3 separate regions of the Mus musculus genome follow, and all the other regions are linked to region 2. A link is a contact called in public HiChIP or PLAC-seq data. All regions are on one chromosome and are shown on one strand. Each heading gives the region's core, a stretch centred on a gene start, on an enhancer-like site or on the middle of the called end of the contact. The rest is flanking DNA. Distances are from core to core; before and after follow the strand shown.

Region 1 (4,332 bases), core at 887-3,386, 72 kb before region 2:
TGCTAGTCTCTACCTCCAGCGTAGCACCCTGAGCTCTTTGGGGGCTGACAAGAAAGAACAAGCAGAGGGCAAAAGGGCCTAGTAGTTTCCCAAAACCCTTCTGTAAGAGCTCTGTGTTGTACCTGAGAGCAAAGCTCTTGTGACTGACTTAGGTCTTAAAGATAAGGCCTCATAAAGCTGTCACACTGGGTCTTAGATTCCAACATTGCACGTGGGTGGAGTGCGTACATCCAAACCATTAAGGACGGCACGGTAAGTTACATGGCACCTGTTGTTTCGGGGTGCATAAATTCCGTGGGTGTGCCCTTACACTTCCTGCTCTCCTCTGTCATCACTTCCTTCCAGAATATTCATCATTTCTAAGAAACTCCAAAGGGCCATAATGCCTTTGATTTGTTACATAACACAGCCTATTATCACAGATCCATAGCTGTAGACAAGTTTAATTCAAGAATACTTTCAAATAACTATCTTATCTCTCTCTCTTTTTTTTTTCCACAGATAAGTCTGCTTTCTAAATTTTCTGCTTTTCTGTTAAGACACTATAATTGCCCATCTGGGTCTGACTCATTTGAACAAAATAAAGAGGGGAAACTTGTTTGTAACCTGAAACTACAGTGCTTGATCCCTGTGAATGAAGGAAAGCAAGTCTGTGCACGTTCTTTCATATTTACTTCCAAATAACCGCATGGACTGGACCAGAGACAGTAACTGTTCCGTGCTATGGTGAGCATACTGGAAGCTCTTAGCAGAGCTGAGACTGAGCACAAACCCTTCTGCTCTATGGCTTTACTTAAGGCCCTACAAGGCTAAATCGCTAATCTAAAAGATCTCTCACCAAGATCTTTCCCCAAAAGTTCACAGAGTTAAAGAAAAAAAGAGGATAATACCAAATACTTGCATAATGTTTACCATATATATGGTATTTTCATATCACACACACACACACACACACACACACACACACACACACACACACATTTCAGCTTAGGTTCACCCAGGCCAAAGGTATTGACTTCTTTTCCCAGAAAGAATCTCTGGTACAATAACAAAACTCATTACTTTCAAACTAAGGGTTTCAGATGTGTCTTTTGTATTGCTCAAATAATAATAGAGCCGTTCTATTGCCTTGTGGAAAGTGTGAGCATCAGTGAAGAAGAGTAGTGAAGCTTGAAGTGGTTTTGCCCGGTAGCCAGACAAGTCTGGAGGCTTCTAACGAGAATGCCTATCTACCCATAGGCCCCGTAAGCGTCTTCTCAGCTATCTGTGTGACTCTGCTGCTGAGGAGCTTGCATGACAAGGAGCAGAAGCCAACTCAACTAAGCACAAAGTAATTTGTTCTAAGGACATAGTAATGTGGAGAATAGGCAGAAAAGCTGGACACTCAGGCTTTCGGGAATGTCAATTTACGCTTTGTCACGGAATACCTCGAAATCTAGTGACCCCAAGGCTATCATTTGTTTACCTCACACTGCTGTGAATCAGCATTCTAGACGGGGCTTGAGCATCCCATTGTGGGAGAGGTTCGGCTGGTCCCCTTGGGGACTTGCTCATGGAGCCCAAAACGCATTAAATGTACCCCAAAATGCATGCCTTTAATCCCAGCACTTGAGAGGCAACCCCCCCCCCAAAATGTACAAACATTTATCAAATTTCTGTTTGCACTGCATAGTTTCAATTCTTTTTTTGTTTGTTTTTGGTTTTTCGAGACAGGGTTTCTCTGTGTAGCCCTGGCTGTCCTGGAACTCAGTTTGTAGACCAGGCTGGCCTCGAACTCAGAAATCCACCTGCCTCTGCCTCCCAAGTGCTGGGATTAAAGGCATGCGCCACCACTGCCCGGCCATAGTTTCAATTCTTAATGAGAGCAAGTCACAGGACCGTACTCATAGTCAGATGGACCCCATAGCACGGATAGAGATAGAAAGAATCCCTGTCCCTTTTTGGTGTCTGTAGTGACAACTTTGGTTTCTTAAAAAAATAAAAACACAGAAATAGAAATGCGCTTTCATTTTAATCCCAGGTGTGGGATGTGGGGCTGCTTCAGATTGTCCACAGCAGCTGTCTATGAGTCACCTCATGCAGGAGGGTGATTTTTGCCAGTGGCATATAGTTTATGTGACTGTGTACCATTTGGAACTCTGGGGACTTTTCAGGGGGTATATTAACGCTAGGGCACCGAAAGATGTGGTGGGTTGTTGGTTGGCTGCTTTTGGTCGAGGTTTGTTAAGTAGTCACATGTGAAAAAGAAACAAGAAAAAGCAGAAATTAGATATCTTTACAGCGAAGATCAAACTGGCCCCAAGGATTAGCAATCAATGCCCCTGATTAGCAAGAAGTAGTATACCAATAATTTTGCCCCCTCTCCTTTCCCTCTGCTATCTAGTGTTGTGGGGTTGAAGGGGTGGGAAAAAGGGGAGGAGGATGGAAGAAAAAAACCCACAAGTAGCCAAAGTCCAGCTTCAGTGTACCAGGTATGGTTGAGAAACGTCTTAGTTCTGTTGTTGGTGGTGGTTTGTTTGTTTTAACTTTTTATTGATTCTTTGTGAATTCACATTATGCACCCCCATCCCGCTCATCTCCCTGTGCTCTCATATCCTCATATCCTCCCTTCCCTCTTGCAGCCTCCCCACTAAAATAAAACACACAACAAAAGTTTAACTATGAGCCTCTAAGGTACCTATATACTTATCGACAAACAGACTATAGTTTGTCTATAAATGGCAAACTTAGTAGATGATTTAGTTAGTGCTTTATAACATTAAGAAAGAGCTTTTTTTTTTTTTTTTTTTTTTTTTTTACGGGAAACAAAAGTGAAAGTTTTAAAAGCTTTCCCACCGCAGGACAGTGAATGGTGCAGTGCCCTTCCCCGCTCGTACTTCACTGGCTTAGAGACTTCCCATCTGGACCATTTACCCTTACACGTTGCAGTCTTCTGGTACCTCGAGGATAATGGACAGCTAAGTGCGCTGTCTTGTCCAAAGTATGTTTGTGACTTTAAGGCTTCACGATGCCATAAGTTCTTGTCCTTTTTTGTTAACAGTGGCTTCGTGGGTGTCAGTGTCTGCTCATCTGAAGGACAGACTCTTGTGCTCTCCAGAATGCGCGCCATTTTTGAGATTTTTATTTTTAATAATTATAGCACGATTTGGACCCGTGGGATCTTTCTCTTCCTTCCATTCTCCTCTCCTTTTCTTCTGTTTGATTAATAATAATATAATTTAAAAGGAGCTTTTTTTCCTATTTCCTCCATTTCTTCTTCCTTCTTTAAGAATTGTGAGCTGGGAAGTGCTGGTGCACGCCTTTAATCCCAGCACTTGGGAGGCAGAGGCAGGAGGATTTCTGAGTTTGAGGCCAGCCTGGTCTACAGAGTGAGTTCCAGGACAGCCAGGGCTACACAGAGAAACCCTGTCTTGAAAAACCAAACCAAACCAAACAAACAAATAAGAATTGTAAGGTACACCCCCACCCCACCCCTACACAAGAATTCTGAAGTAATTGGACACATTTCCTGTTACAATAACATTTACCGGCTACAGGCTAGATACTCTTTCTCTGTCCCTGTCTCCGTCTCCCTTCTTTTCCTTGCTTCCTCCTCCAAAACTGGCCTTACAGGCATATGAATGCTGGGAACTGATCCTGGGTTCTCAATAAGAATAATAAGCACTCCTAACCGCTGAGCCATCTGTCCAGCTCCCATTTCCCTAACTTTTTTTAGATAAGGTCACACATCAACTTTGAAGTTCACTGATTTGACTAGACTGACCGGTCCCTGAGAGCCAGGGATCTCCCTGTCTCTGCGTCTCCAATGCTGAGACTTTAGGCATATACTGCTGAGCCCTGTTTTTTGGTTTTTGGTTTTTTTTAAAAACAAACAAAAAAAAAACAAAACCCCTTTTTATTGGTTCTTTGTGAATGTCACATCATTCACCCCAGTCCCACTCATCTCCCTGTCCCTTGGTACCCACCCTCTATACCATCAATACTGGATCCTCACTGGGACTGCTCTCAGATATCCTGTTGTTGCCCTGTGTCATGGAGATCCTGCAGCTTTGAATCCACAGGACTGGCCCTTTCCCATGCTCCAGCAGTTCATAGATGGGGTAGATATTGAGATGGACCAATTGAAAACCATGGATCTGGGCCTGTGTAGCAGCTGAGTTTCCCAGCTCTCCCACACCCTCTTCTCCAGGAATGTTCTCCAGCACTGCCTCTGCTAACTCACCCAACGCTACAGCCATCAAGGGGCAGGGCTAGCTCTCCAGCTCTCACATCCTCAGACTGGCTTACATGCCCGCATGCCACCAGGGCTAGCTCTACTCTGCTGCTCAGGCG
Region 2 (4,027 bases), core at 1,225-3,724:
TCCTGATGTCCCCAGGAAGAGCACTTTTAACTGAGGAGCCATCTCTCTCTCTCTCTCTCTCTCTCTTTTTTTTTGTTTTTTCGAGACAGGGTTTCTCTGTGTAGCCCTGGCTGTCCTGGAACTCACTCTGTAGAACGAGGCTGGCTTCGAACTCAGAATTCCGCCTGCCTCTGCCTCCCAAGTGCTGGGATTAAAGGCGTGTGCCACCACGGCCGGCTTGCATGGAGTCTTAAAAAATCAGAGTGAGACTCACTGGGAATGGGCCTCCCGGTTTTTCATGATAACGGTAACCTTAATATTTAAAAAAAACCCAAAATGTTCAAAGTGTTGATTGGATCACAATTTCAAATACTTATGTCCTGTGAATTATTTTCTAGTGCTCCAGACCAGACACACCTTGCAGGGAACTGTTGAGCCACTATTTAGTGGCCAAATGTACTGTGGCACTTGCCTTTAATGCCAGCACTCAAAGAGCAGAGGAAGGTGGATCTCTGTGAGTTCAAGGCCAGCTAGGACTACAAGGATTCTGTGTAGTCCTGGAACTTGTAGACCCTGTCTCAAACAAACAAAAAAAGAGAAAAAGAAAAAAAAAAAAAAAGAAATTAAAGGAGAGAATGGAGCTAATGTTGAAGAAATCCTAGAGTCAAGTGTGGTGGCATGCCTTTGATCCCAGCACTGGGAAAGTAGAGGCAGGCAGTTCTCTGAGTTACAGGAAAGCCAGAGAAACCCTGAGGTGAAAAAAAAATTCTCTCAAGAGAAGGTTTATGTCCAGCTTCTTAGTATGCATGGTCCCAGTCTTCGCTAATCCCCTTCCCTGAGGTCATAGGAAACAATCTGTAGTCTTTCCATGCTCTTCTAGTCTTTGATATTTCACTTATCTGGCTTCACTGGCATAGAATGACATTGTCTGATTGCTTTTTGAACATAAAATGCCCACGTCCACATTACATTTTGTCCCCATATTCCTAGGACCAGGGAAAGTGGCAGTTGTTAAATTCTGCCTACCAAACAGGAATCTGTTCCGTAAAATATTGATACAAAGGCAGAATTTGCTTGCACGTCCCAGGTCAAACTCCCGATGAATTGCACTCCAAGATACCAACAGACTCTGCCTGATCTCTTGGGACAGGCCAGGCAAGTTGATGAGTCAACGGCATGGGTTTCAGATGTGGTTAGTCACTGTGTGCTGGCCAGTGTGCAAATCACAGCACTCTGGTAACATTAAAAACAGAGCAGTAATGTATGTCAGGGAGTCAAATATGTAGTAGTTGTATCCGAGTTCCTTTTCTTTTTTCGTCATTTCTACCACCCTAAGAAGTCATCTAAAGTACTTTTGAGTTGGTAGAGGCTGACTCTTTGGGGCATTTTAGCCAAACCACCTAATAGTTTAATTTTGTACAGACAAACGGCTGGAAACACCTACAGGCGTCCCTAATTCTGTAAAGTAGACAGAGGGAGAACAAAGCTTTCCTAGCCTTTGGACTTATACACAACTTCACGAGGTCTGTCCTTTGCAAGAGGCGCGAACTTCCTCCTCATCCGACCTAAGCTCACGAATCAAAAGATGACTCCGCATTTAAAAACTGTCCCAAGCCCCAGCGCGCGGGAGCCGGAAGCCGCGCCACGTGACCCGCCGTCCCTCCGCAGCCATCCTCCGGGGAAGCCTATCGCTTCGGCGGCTACTCCCACTCCTCCGCTCCACCGGAGCGGCTGCGCGTCCACCCGACGCAGCGCTAGGTACCCTTGATCGCTGGCTTCCCTCAATACCCCAGCCTCCTCCGGAGGACGCCTCCCGGTCCAACCGGTCGCCACCACCACCGCCACGGACCGCTTCCGCCAGGGTGCGGACCACGTGATCGCGCGAGCCATAGGGGGGTGGGGAAAAGGCCGCGGCGCGCGCCTTCTTTACTCCAGGCCCGCGGCCCCGCCCACCCGGCCACCCAGCCGGGGCGGGGGGGAGGGGGGGGAAAAGAAACCTGGCGACGCCCCGGGCGCGCGTGCGCACGCGGTTCTCGCGGTGTCTCGCGCTCGGCCCCGCCCCCCGCTGCCCCCGCCCTTTCCGCCCCTCCCTCCCTCCGCCCTGTCTCTCGGCGGCGGCGGCGGCGGCGGCTCGCGCAGCTCGTTGGCTCGCTATATAAAGGGGAGAAGCAGGCGGACCGGACGGCTGGAGCTGCAGCCGGTGGCGGCAGCGGTGGCGCGGGGAGCGGTGACCGGTGTTGGTTTCCCTCCTCGGCGCCGAGTGGGGAGCGGGTGACGCCCCCTAACCCCCTAAGGGGTCGTGGCTAATTTTTTCCCCCATTTTTTCTTTTTTCTTTAGGCGATTCTCGAGGTTTTTAGCTGCGGGAGGAGTGCCCCCCTCCTCCTGCTCTCCCGCCTCTTACTCCTTCTGGATCGGTTTTGTTGAGAGATTTTTTTTTTTTTGCCCCACTCTTGGCGGGTGACTTGGGTCACCCTCCGGGTCTCAGTTGTTTTTTTTTTTTTTTCTTTTTTTTTTTTTTTTTAAATTTTTTTTTCCTTTCTTTCTATCTCGTTCCCTCTTGTTTGTGTTGTGTGTGGAAATGGCGAACTCGGCAAACACAAACACCGTGGTAAGGACGTGGTGCGGTGGCCGGCGGGGGCTGCGAAGGTTCCGGCGGCAGGCAACGGCTGGCTGGGACGGACGGACGGACGGGCGGGCGGGCGGGGGCGGGCCCGGGCGAGGCGGCGCTCCCGACCGGGTCCCCTCCGCCCTCCACCGCCGCCGCTGCCCGCCGCGGGCCTGGCCGGGCGGGGGGGACGCCGAGGACTGGCGGGAGGAGGGCGGCGGGGGCCGGGAGCGCCGCGGGGCGGGCCACGCAGGCCGTTGGGGCCCTGGCTTGCCGACCCCGGGGCGCGGACGGGCGGGCGATGGCCCCACGCGGGGACCCGGACCCGGCCAGTCCCCGAGCGAGCGGCTGCGGGTCGAGCCCCGCGTCTGGGGAAGCCTCTCGGATACCGCCGAGGCCGGGCGTGCCTTCGGGGGCTCTCCGGAGGTGGTGCTTTGGGAGAGCCTCCTTTGGGGCCGATTTTACTAATCCTCCGAAAGGAAAGAAAGAAAGAAAAAAAAAAAGACAAAAAAATTATGAAGGTTGGAAAGCACTTATCTCGGTTCCTCCCCAGTGGGTAAAATGGCGAAGGGGAAGCAAAACCCCCGCGGTATCTTCGACTAGCCTAAGCACCAGAACAAACAAAGCCTACATGAATGGCCCAAGAGTCCCCGCTTTCGCCTCGAGATTTGCCTACTTCTTCCCGTTGCTCCCTTTTTTAAAAAGGAGCAAAAAAAAATTTTTTTTTGGTTACTTGCGATCACGTAGGTTTGCAAAAAGCAGTCACATAAAAATAACCTTTTAAAAGAGTCACCAACGCAATGTGATCACTAGGCCACCCCATCTCTTGATTTCTTTTTATGACAATAAAGCACAATATTTGTTTTTTTGTTTGTTTATTTTTAAAAAAAATTTTTTTTTTTCATTTTGCCCGGTCCCAAACGCCGCAGAGCAGCCTGCGGCTGCCCGACACTATACCGTTGGCGACTCGGGTCGATCCATCATGGCTGCGGCCGCTTACCCTGCTTTTCAGTGCCTGCGCCTTGTGGTCCTCCTCCCTTTGGCTGCCCTGTTTATATAGAGCCATTGCCGCTCTCTAATATAGACTCTGCCAGGATGGGAAGGTGCTTTTCAGGCCTACGTCACCGCCTCTCCATTTAAACACCAGATCCGGCTTTAAATAGTGAGAGCTGCTGAGCGCGGGGCTGGGAGGTGCGTGCTCCCGAGGCGAGAGGAGCCGGCGTGCGGAGCTCATTTTATTTCTAGGCTCCTTTCACGCCGAGATTTCGCTCCGGAGCCGGGAGGCTGTTGTCACGGACCCGAGTGTTTTGCTGTGGCCGCTAGAGTGTACTGCCTTTGTTTGTAGTGGGAAGTAGGCCAGAATTGCAGCCTCGTTTTGTTCTTTCTCCCTTCCCTTTATAAGAGTTTCATTTTAAATCGTTTTAGATCAGATAAAATGATTT
Region 3 (4,017 bases), core at 1,337-3,836, 93 kb after region 2:
CAAACCAAACCAAACCAAACCAAACCAAACCAGAACAATCATCAAAAACCTCCCAACCTGCCCCAGTCTCCTCAAGAACAGAAGAAATTCTTGCAGATTGTTTATTGCATCATAAGAAAGAGGGTTGAACACCAGCATCCAGGCCTAGAATTTGCCAAGACACTGGAAAGATGCTTTCCAATAACTCATACAACAAAGCCAAAAATGGGTGATTGCGGTTTGAACTTCTTAGTATGGCTTTATAAACCTAAAATAGACTGTCATTCTAAATATTTTGATGCTTAAAATCATGCATTCAAACAACATTAGATTTAGTATCTCGTCTTTCTTTATATGTTTAGAACAGTGAGAGAAAAATGTAATATTTTGACAATGATTTTAAATGTCACAAAGTATTCAAACTTTTCTTATTGATAGTTGAATAGTGTTTTTTGATTGTTTGTTTGCTTTATTTTGTTTTGTTTTTACCCAGATTCAGTCTGTATGTTTTTAAGATGCCAGGCTATTGTGCAGGACCTGGGTTGCCTGTACTTTAAATCCTACAGTTTTTGTTTTATATAGTCCAAATTTCTTTATATCTACCTTCACATTTACCTCCTCTGCTGCCGTTAATTTTTTTCTGTACAGAATGTATGGCCAAATTGGGGTGGGGGCAATCTTTTTGTTTCCAAACATTCCTTTTAATAGTTCTTTTACTTTGAGTCTAACCCTGACAAATCCTTAAAAAATGTCTTTATGGGTCTGGTGTGATGGCTCAGACTCTGAGGGCATCTGTTGACCCAAGTTCAGTCCCCAAGCCCACGGGGTGAAAAGAAAGAATAGACTTCCACACGTTGTCTTCTGACCTACACATACATATTGTGGCACATCCCACACCACAGAAAAGTAATGTAAAAAATATTTTAAATGGAGGCTGTCATTTGGGTCTATTTTGTACTTTTTCTTATACTTACATGTGAGTCATTTTACTCAAATTGTAGAAAGAATGTGGTTCCAGCCGCTGCAGAGTTGCATCTATAGATAAATAGCTGAACATTATAAAAGATAAGACAAAGTAGAAAGTTAGCAATGAACTCCCAAAGCTCCCTTTTATTTCACCATATTGGTTTATGATAATGCCATGATGTAATGTGCTTTAAGCATCTCCCCCTCCCAGCCCCCCACCCACATTCCCTTGTTCCCTCTTCTCCTGGTCCACCCATTTCCCATCATTCCTCTCTGTTCACCTCAACAGCATTGCTTCTATTCTCAGGCAATCTGTGTTCATATGACTTGACTTTATAGATCCATAAAGGCTAGAACTCACATGTGAGAGAATACTTACAGTATATGTCTCTCTGAGGTTGCCTTAAGTCAGTTAGTACAATGATCTGCAGTTGCGTTAACATTACATTTTTTTTATGGCTAAAATAAAATTCCACTGTGTCTATAAACCATATTTTCTTATCCATTCCTGTTGATGGACACCTAGATTGGCTTCATAATTTCAGTGGTGTGCAAAGTGCTACAGTTAGCATTGGTGTGTAAGTATCTGGGATAAAAGCATACTACTTCTTATGTACATGCATGTCTATGCTCATGTGTATGCAGGTGAGTGTGTGGTGTATGTGTGTGTAGTGTGTGTAGGTTAGAAGAAACCTTGACTGTCATAACTCAGATGCCATTCACATTGATTTTACAGAAAAAGTCTATCATTAGCCTGGGATAACTAAGTAGACTAGGCTGCCTGGCCAGCTATCTCCAAATATCCATCTATTTCCATTTCCAGAGTTCTGGGATTTATATGTGTGCCACCACTCATGGCTTTAAAACAGACTGCTTTTTGTATAGCTTCTTTATTGGGGCCTTTTCAAATAATAGGCCATACACAAACCACCTAACTATATAATTTTTTTAGGATCCCAGTATGCCTAAAATTCCCCAATACTTTGTTTTATTCCTCTACAGCTTCCTGAAAAGGTTAAAATTCCCACAGTACAACTTCAAAGCACCACGAGTGTTCCTTTTATGGATAATCATGGTGCACCTTTCTAACTAATTGGTTTGCATTTGATTTACACCATGTCATTAGACCATAAGTCGTCTGTTGTGGAGTGTTGTTTCTGCTTTGGACCATTGAATTATGCATGGCTTGTACAGTTTTTTGCATTAAGCCGACTCAGGAAATCCATGCTCAGCGAATATACAAATGAATAGATGAATAGATGTATTACTCAAAATAGCAAAGCCAGAATGCATCAGAAAAGAACATTAGCGTGAATAAGAAGCATTTTTAAAGGAGGGCAGGAAGCATGGGAATAAGATGTAATTTCCAAAGTGTTGAAGAGAAAAATCACGTTTCTGTAGCAGGGCATTCCAGAGGGTGTTGGCTGTCGTGATGATGAAATATTCTGAAACTATCTGTTACATTCTGAGACACTGGGCCTTTTGCAGGACTTCACAAAGTCACTTAAGACTGCTAGCCTTCTGTGCACTCAGCCTGTTTGTTTTACCTGCTTTTAAGAGGACAATGTAACAGCCAACCTCACTTGCCTTGGAATTCCCATGTAATCAGCTTTCACAACCTACGCTAATGCTTAGCTGCAACCTTCAATTATGTAGTCTTCCCTGCCCCCGTCCCTTAACAACGCATGCGTATCATTTGTGGAGAGCAGCAAATACAGAAGTTAAAGGCCGTTTTCTAAAATCTACCATAAAGGTTGAAAGCGTCTGTTTATAAGTATTGTTTGATAAGCAACGCTTGTTATCTGGGTCTGTTGGGATCTGTTGCAGCCACGGACATAATTCCTGTAAAACTCTGTTAGAGATTTTTGTAAAGTCTCCCTTTCCTTCTCATGTGATGCTTTCTGTGCTTTTAATAAAGACAGGGTGAAGCCTTTTGTGAGGAACAGACACACAATTGAGATACACACACACACACACACACACACACACACACACACAGAGGAGAGAAAGCGGGGGGGGGGTGCACAGGGACAGGGGAGCAGGAATAGGGAAAGGGGCAGGTGGGATCGGGGGAAGGGGACATGAGGACTGGCACAGGGACAAGACAGGGGACAGAGGGCAGGGTAGACAGGGGTGGGGCGGTGGGGGCCAGGAACAGGGAACAGGAGGGACAGGAGGGACAGGGGCAGGAACAGGGACAGAGACAGATTCACCAGATAATGCAGACAGTCCTCAGGGAGACACAGATCACAGATTAAGACTCATACAACAGACAGAGGACAGAAACCACAGGAGAACAAAGTAGACACTTCAAATTTAGAGTCTTAGTTACATGGCTTCAAGGGGGCATGCTTTTGTTTCTTTCTTTAATGTGACACAATGCATTATTGGTAACCCAGAGTTAATCACTAGTACATTTAAACCATGCAGACCCAGTTCTCTCTTAAGACCCGCCTTCTTGATTTTGAATGAAACAGAAAAGTCAGGATTTGTCTTGAAATCATTAAGCAAAATATCATGCAAATAAAAGTTTTAGGTACTGAAAGAGGGAAGAACAGAGACGCCTCTTTACAGGAGCAGTTGTGAATCTGTATGTAACTGATCTTCTTTCAGATGGTTTTATCAGAGTCTTTCTTATAATGAGAACAATACACACAGATTCAATGACCCGCCTCCTGCGAGGCACGACTATGCTATCTGGGAAAATAAATGAGCCCTGAACATAGAATTGAACAACCTGGACACATACATGTTCAAGACCCATCCTAGGATCACTGATTCACGGTTATGAGGGCCAAGTACTTATATTTTTCAAAAGCTTCCCTGGCGATTATATCTGAATGATATTCTTCATAAGAGGAGCCATAATTGTTAGATTCTGGGTATCCTTTTTGGCACGGTTGTGTGTGACTATTCTCGTGCCCCTGTGCTGTCTGTTTGGAAGTATTTATTCTATAAACAAACAGCCTTTGGTTTCTCAGGTTTCCCAGCCATTTGTCCTTTGTGACTAAGCAACAATATGTAAATTGTCTTGATCCAAACACAATCTCAGAACACATTTTATAGGATCGG

What was found. HiChIP or PLAC-seq counts read pairs in DNA pulled down with a chosen protein or histone mark.
Region 1: a contact with region 2 is called in an H3K27ac HiChIP or PLAC-seq map of bone marrow-derived dendritic cells, with 2.4 times the contacts expected there. The contact joins the enhancer-like site here to the promoter of Gtf2a1 in region 2. A contact is called at or near these places in 2 of 39 promoter capture datasets (embryonic stem cells and liver), 1 of 15 datasets of contacts at CTCF or cohesin (the NIH/3T3 cell line), 6 of 484 Hi-C or Micro-C datasets (LSK cells, forebrain, granulocyte-monocyte progenitors and 3 more), 12 of 115 datasets of contacts at active chromatin or transcription factors (the SCID.adh cell line, bone marrow-derived dendritic cells, bone marrow-derived macrophages and 8 more) and 3 of 9 other capture datasets (adipose tissue, liver and pancreatic islet).
Region 3: a contact with region 2 is called in an H3K27ac HiChIP or PLAC-seq map of extraembryonic endoderm stem cells. The contact joins the enhancer-like site here to the promoter of Gtf2a1 in region 2. A contact is called at or near these places in 1 of 15 datasets of contacts at CTCF or cohesin (the NIH/3T3 cell line), 1 of 484 Hi-C or Micro-C datasets (muscle stem cells), 4 of 115 datasets of contacts at active chromatin or transcription factors (embryonic fibroblasts, embryonic stem cells and extraembryonic endoderm stem cells) and 2 of 9 other capture datasets (adipose tissue and pancreatic islet).

The regions. Positions count from the first base shown.
Region 1 is chr12:91,659,380-91,663,711 of GRCm38.p6, reverse strand. All of the region lies in intron 4 of Ston2 (stonin 2), which reads left to right. It also overlaps the pseudogene Gm51993. Among named protein-coding and RNA genes, the nearest start is that of Gm16876, 20 kb to the left of the region's middle. Within about 2 kb of position 2,136, at least 22 of the 459 cell types and tissues checked have an H3K27ac peak or open chromatin away from gene starts, as enhancers often do. A contact at or near this core is called in bone marrow-derived dendritic cells, group 2 innate lymphoid cells and liver, where this site is marked.
Region 2 is chr12:91,588,096-91,592,122 of GRCm38.p6, reverse strand. Gtf2a1 (general transcription factor II A, 1) reads left to right here and starts at 2,474. Exons shown (of 9, transcript NM_031391.2): 1 at 2,474-2,588. The coding sequence starts at 2,559.
Region 3 is chr12:91,494,735-91,498,751 of GRCm38.p6, reverse strand. It overlaps Tshr (thyroid stimulating hormone receptor), which reads right to left. Exons shown (of 10, transcript NM_011648.5): 3 at 954-1,028. Among named protein-coding and RNA genes, the nearest start is that of Gm40541, 40 kb to the left of the region's middle. Within about 2 kb of position 2,586, at least 14 of the 459 cell types and tissues checked have an H3K27ac peak or open chromatin away from gene starts, as enhancers often do. A contact at or near this core is called in extraembryonic endoderm stem cells, where this site is marked.